Regions from separate parts of the Callithrix jacchus genome. Here region 2 is linked to region 1. Evidence: chromatin contacts called from public Hi-C data. All regions are on one chromosome and are shown on one strand. The core of a region is the stretch at or near the end of the contact, and the rest is flanking DNA. Distances in the headings are between cores, read along the strand shown.

Region 1 (3,180 bases), core at 334-2,833:
GGAAGGGCCAAGGGCCACACCTCCTGCAGTCCAGCAGGAGCACAGGCTTGGGATGGAGCCTGATCCTCTGCTTCTGGGATCTGCCCACAGTGACCAGTGGCCACCCTGGCCCTGCCCAGAAGGACACAGGGGCTCTGTTCCGAGGGTCCTCAGCCTCACCCTTCTTCAGGGAAACAGAAGGGGGATGGTTCGGCCCCAGACCACGGGCTCCCGCCTGTGCTCCTGATTCCCCAGACCCTGCAGGCACAAAGCAGGTCTGAGACCCCCCCGCCCCACACCCTCCCTTGGCCCACAGCTTAGACTGAGCCTCGAGGATCTGGCTGCTGGGGGCCGGGTGCAGAGGACGGGCCCCTCTCCTGGGGTCTCAGAGGAGCTTTCTGGGATCTGGAACAGGGAGGAAGAGGAAGCTATGGTGTCCCTTTCCGGCTGTGGAGGAGTGACACAGAGAACTGCAGCCTTTTCCCAGCACCCAGGGACCAGGCCAGAGAGATGTCTCAGCGCCTCCCAAGGGAGAAGCCATTCTCCAGCAGCTGGACAGGACCAGAGCCTGCCCTGCACGTCCGGCCGGGCTCTACCCAGAGCCAGCCTGGCGCAGCCTCGGCTCTAATTATGTTTGCTGGATGCCTTGCATAGAAGCACCAGTGCCCAGAATCTCCTTGAGGTTTCAGCCGGGCGTGCCTGGCCCATCCCCCATTCTGGGGAGCAGAGTAAGTATGGGGGGTGGTGACAGGGGACACCGTGAGGTGGTGGCGGCCTTGGTGAGACAGGCAGGCAGAGCTGGGGGTGGGGGGGCGCCCTGGGCTCGGCTAATTAAACAGCGACCGTGGTGATGAATCGGGAGAGGCTGCTGCTTGCTAATTAAAGGTGCAGGCAACTTGCCTGGCAAGGATGGGAGGCAGAAGTCCCGGAACCATGTCGAGGGCCAGGCCAGCAAGGACAGAGCTTGGCCAAAGCCCCCCACCGTGCCCATTCTAGGCATCCCTCCCATTGCCATCCCCCGCCCAGCAGAGCCGCCCCCCAGCCCCCTCCCCACTTCCCTATCTCTCCGGCCCACCTTGCCGAGCCTGGGGCCTCCAACTTCCCCCCACCCCTCCCCACCAACCCAAATCCTTTCCTGATAAGGGCCCGGGCGCTGCGGAGGAGGAGGCGCTGGCGGCTGGGCTGGGGGTGGACCCGCTCACTGAGCCTTTGAGGTCCTCCCTCCCGCCCCACACCAAGGTCCCAGAAGTGGGCAGTGAGTCCAGCCAAGACTGGCGTGGCCTGTTGGGAACATGGCCCCCAAGAATTATAGACTCTTAATACCTGAGACTCACAAGGGGCTTTAGGTCTTCCCTAATTTCTCAGCAGTCCCCAGTGCCATCCCCGGTGTGAGAGAAGACAGAACAGGAACAGCGCGTTTTCCCAGCTCAGCATTCCACTCTTTGTTAAGGGAAAACTGGCCAGGTAAGGTGGCTCATGCCTGTAATCCGGCACCTGTGGAGGCTGAGGCAGGAGAATCACTTGAGCCTGGGAGTTCAGGACAAGCCTAGGAAACATAGAAGACCCTATCTCTACAAAACAAAACAAAAAAACAAATAAACTTAGCCGGGTATGTTGGCTTGTGCCTGTGGTCCCTCCCAGCTACTCAAGGGGTTGAGGTGGGAGGGTCACTTCAGCCCAGAAGGTTGAGGCTGCAGTGAGCCATGACTGCCCCTCTACACTCCCAAGTGAGCAACAGAGGGAAACCCCATTAAAAAAAAAAAAGATCCCGGGCTCGGTGGCTCTCGCCTATAATCCCAGTACTTTGGGGGGCCAAGGTGGGCAGATCACCTGAGGTTCGGAGTTCAAGACCAGCCTGAGCAACATGGAGAAACCCCATCTCTACTAAAAATACGAAATTAGCCGGGCATGATGGCGGGTGCCTGTAATCCCAGCTACTCGGGAGGCTGAGGCAGGAGAATCACTTGAAACCAGGAGGTGGAGGCTGCGGTGAGCCGAGATCATGCCATTGCACTCCAGCCTAGGCAACAAGATCAAAACTCAATCTCAAGAAAAGAAAAGAGAAAATTGGAGCAAATGATCTCTGAGCTTTGAAGATTCTTATAGGGTTGACAGGAAAACTCCGGAAGCTGCTCATCCCTGCCCCGAGTCGGTTCAAAGCAGGGCTGTAGGCTCAGACACCTTTGCCAACCAGCGTGACCTCAGGCAAGGGAGCTCATTGTCACATGCCTGGGTGTCCCCACTGGCAAGGCCAGAGATGGCAATGCCGCCCACCTCAAAGTGTCCCTGAGAAGACTGGGGGAGTTGACAAAGCTGAAGTGTCCAGCACAGCATCTGATGCCAGCCACTGCCATCTGAAAGGTCTGGGGAGCTAGGGGGTGGCCTGGCACCCAGCCTGTCTGAGTCTTACCTCTGCATGTGGCAGCTGCAGTCTGGCACTCTGAGGAGGAGGATTAGAGAGCTTAAGTGACTTCCCCAAAGCCACATCGTGGTGGAAGAAAAGAGGCAGCCCTAGACCCCTTGAGTGAGGAGAAGATGGGATCTGGATTCCTGTGTTGACATTTATTGGGCATCTACTGGATTCAGGGTCCTGAACAAGACCCCTGGAAGGGACCAAGATGAATCTGAGATTCACTCTGCCTTCAAGGAGACCCCAGTCTGGAAGGGGAGAGAAAACACACATACAAATAACTAGAATGCAAAGCAAATGTGGCCGGGCGCGATGGCTCACGCCTGTAATCCCAGCACTTTGGGAGGCCAAGGCGGGCAGATCACGAGGTCAAGAGATTGAGACCATCCTGGTCAACGTGGTAAAACCCCATCTCTAATAAAAATACACAAATGAGCTGGGCATGGTGGCACGTACCTGTAATCCCAGCCACTTGGGAGGCTGAGGTAGGAGAGTTGCTTGAACCCGGGAGGTGGAGGTTGCGGTGAGCAGAACCTGGGAGGTGGAGGTTGCAGTGAGCCGAGATCAAGCCACTGTACTCCAGCCTGGCAAGAGGGAGACTCCATCTCAAAAACAAAAAAAGCAAAAAAGCAAATACGCCTGGCATTGGAGGGGGCCCAGCAGCCCTCCACGCAAGGAGCTGGGGTGAGGCTCTTGGGATGGTAGGGAGATGCTGCTGTGTCTTGGAGCTCAATTTTCAAAGCAAAGGTTTTGATTTTATTTGAAGGGTAAAATCAGCACGGGTGGGGGTG
Region 2 (3,180 bases), core at 332-2,831, 130 kb before region 1:
CATGCCACGGGGAGGGGGAGTGCTGAGCACACACCTTCTGGCCCTGGGTCCCACAGACGGGTGGAAGGGGAGGATGGAAGGTCGACAGGTGAGAAGTCCTTGGAGCTGCCTGAGGCCGGGGAGGGAAGCCCTGCCCTGCAAGGCTAGACTGTCTGCAAGCCTGGCTTAGAGCTCCCTGGGGAGTCAGTAAAGCGCAGAGTGCAACCCAGCTCTGCACTGCTGTGGGGACCCATCCAGAGGATGACAAACCCTCCCCCTGCAGCCTTCAGCAGGCATCTTCTGATTCATCTTACTGGCTTGCCTGGGACCAGAAATGGGACCTCCATTTCTGATTGAGTGCACTGATGCCCAAGGCCACAGGACCACAGGACGAGTCAAAACCAGGAGGACAGTCCTAGCAGATGCTCTAGTTAATAGGATGGTGGTTTTCAGATGGTTTTAGAGCTGCAGACCCTGTTCTAGAAATAGACGCATATACTGAAGCCCAAAACATGAAACAGATACAGACAGAACTGCTGTGTCTAAGGAGGGGAAGTTCCAAGACCCTTGTCCCTGCCCAGCGGCTCTCCCCGACCCTGGGCTGCCTGCTGCCTTGCTCCTGGGGCCTCCTACCTGGACATTGAGTCCAGTGCGTGAATTTGCCTTTTACATTTTTCCTGGTGGTAAAAAACAGAGACTTCACTGGCGTAGAGAGCAGGAGCTATTTGCAGAGTCGCTGACTTGCAAGGCCCCATTTCACTCTCCAGCTTGGAGGCCAACAAAGACAGATGAGGCCAATTGAGGGGATTTGCACCACTTTACAAGATCCTCCTTCTGCCTTGCGGGTGGATTAGCACGTGGTGGGCCCAGAGCAGCTGCTGACCACATCTGGCTCCAACTCCAAAGTGGCCTGGGCAGCTCCGGACTCTGGAATCCGATCTGACCTACCAGCACCCTGGGAGGGAGAAGGAAGCAAAGAGGCCTGCTCCAACCCAGATGGGTGCAGAAATCAGAAAAGCAGGAAGGCCCCTTGGAAAAAGGACTAGCCCTCTGTGTGAGTTCAGGAACCTGTAGAACCAGCTGGAACCTTCCCCAAACGCTGGTGCTGGTGAGACCTCTGAGATCCTCTGGACCTCAGGTCACCCTGAGAAGCTGAGACAGGGACTTCCTGCTTCAAATGGGAATCCCTGCATTATCCATCTAACTACAGCTCGAATACCTTCAGTTTCAGAAAGCTCATTGCCTGCTCTATCTGAACCACGGCTGGACAGCAGTAGATGCCAAAAAGCTCTTTTCCCCACCAAATAACATGCCTCCTTTAGTGCACTGAACAAGTCTGCCACCTCCCTGCCAGTCCTCTGACTTCTATAGCACCCCAGGACTGGAAAAATCCAGAGGGGCCCTGCACCCTAGAGACTGTCAGGCAGTCCTAGGATTCAGCTTTGGCAAAACGCAGAGATAGATCCAGAGAGACTTCAGCCAGGGGCTTGATGCACAGCCTGGAATACCAGGCGGTGACCCTCTGCAGCCATCAGTGGGGGTTTCCTTGGGGACTGTTTCCACAGGCATGGGTGGGTGGTAGCCTCGTGTCTACAGAGTGAGGCTGAAGAGCGAGGCTTGGGTCAAGGAAAATAGGAGCAGATGAAGAGGGGCACAAAGGCATCCAGGACCACCCCTTGCCCCCAAAAAAGGAAAAGGGTGGCATGAGAAGGGTGACAGATGGGGAGGAGAAGGGGAAAAGGAGAGGAGGCACGTGAGGGAGGAGGGAGGTGCACCAGCCCCCTCGGCCTCACACCCACTGCAGGAGGGCCTTGGCCTGCTCAGCTCAGCCTTGGCCCTGCTGCTGAAATTCCAGCTCTGTGCGCAGCCCAGCTGGCTCAGTGCCAGTCATGTGCCAGCTCCAGGCTGGGCAGCGGGAAGTGGGGCACGCGGCAGGCATATGGACAAGAAGCCAGGAAGTACAGAGCAAAGGGCTGGATGTCCGCTTGGCCCAGGGATGCAAGTGCTGGCAGGACCAGCCCAACCCTGCCCTCCCCACAGCGTGAAGGCCGCAGACCCCTGCCTTCCTCAATGCCCAAAAAGTGCCTGTGGGCAAGGCTTGATGCTGGGCACTGAAGGGGCCAGGGCAATCACATGATCCACCTGGCCTCAGCCCATCCGCCTGAACAACAGCAAGCCATAGGGCTTTCTAGCTGACCACAGGAGGGTTGCAGAAAGGCAGGATGCATGGTGGTCAGAGCACAGGCTCTGGGGTGGGTGGCCTGGCGGTGGATGTCAGCTGATCAACCTCAGGTAGGTTACGTGTCCCTCTGAGACTCAGTTTTCTCATCTTTAAATGGTGGTAGCAACAGCACCTGCTTCATGCATATAACCTTCATACATGTATAGGCTCAGAGAGCTGGAAGTGCTGCTGTAGCGCAATGCTGACTGCTCAGCACAACGGTGAATTTTTTTTTTGAGACAGGGTCTTACTCTGTCACCCAGGATGGAGCGCAGTGGTGCGATTATAGCTCACTGCAGCCTCAAATGTTTGGACTCAAACAATCCTCCTGCCTCAGCCTCCCAAGTAGCTAGGACTACAGGCACACACTACTGGGCCTGGATTTTAAAATTTACTTTTTGATTTTTGGAGATAACAGTCGTTGCCCTGGCTGGAGTGCAGTGGTGTGATCTCAGCTCACTGCAACCTCCACCTCCCAGACTCAAGTGATTCTCGTGCCTCAGCCTCCTGAATAGTTGGGACTACAGGTGTGCACCATCACACCCAGCTAATTTTTGTATTTTTAGTAGAGGTGGGGTTTTGCCATGTTGGCCAGGCTGGTCTCACACTCCTGGCTTCAAGTGATCTGCCTACCTCGGCCTCCCAAAATGTTGGGATTCACAGGTGTGAGCCACCGAGCCCAGGGCCAATTTTTTTTTTTTTTTTTGAGAAGGGGTCTTGCTATGTTGCCCAGGTTGGTCTTGAACTTCTTGAGGCTGCTCAAGCAATCCTCCCACCTCAACCTCCCAAAGTGCTGGGATTACAGGTGTGAAGCACCGTGCCCCACCCACAATGGTAAATTAATGTAATGCTGAGAAAATGTGGTGGGTCTTGTCAGTGCCAAGGGGCCCAGGTCGGCCCCAGCCTGGGTGCCTCTTCCTTCTTCTATGACCCTCTGGTGGAAATCCCCTCAGAACTCCCTTCCTACAAGTCACTTCCCA

What was found. Hi-C and Micro-C count contacts between places; a contact is called where the count stands out from the background.
Region 2: a Hi-C map of skeletal muscle shows a contact between it and region 1, with 16 times the contacts expected there. The contact joins the enhancer-like site here to the promoter of LOC100385207 in region 1. A contact is called at or near these places in 3 of 3 Hi-C or Micro-C datasets (induced pluripotent stem cells and skeletal muscle).

Annotation. Positions count from the first base shown.
Region 1 is chr5:6,562,669-6,565,848 of calJac240_pri, reverse strand. LOC100385207 reads right to left here and starts at 1,583. Exons shown (of 4, transcript XM_054255135.2): 1 at 1,396-1,583; 2 at 1,215-1,260; 3 at 839-1,212; 4 at 675-836. The coding sequence starts at 1,536. The coding sequence ends at 807.
Region 2 is chr5:6,688,577-6,691,756 of calJac240_pri, reverse strand. All of the region lies in intron 2 of NOL4L (nucleolar protein 4 like), which reads right to left. Among named protein-coding and RNA genes, the nearest start is that of NOL4L, 62 kb to the right of the region's middle. Within about 2 kb of position 1,581, at least 5 of the 16 cell types and tissues checked have an H3K27ac peak or open chromatin away from gene starts, as enhancers often do.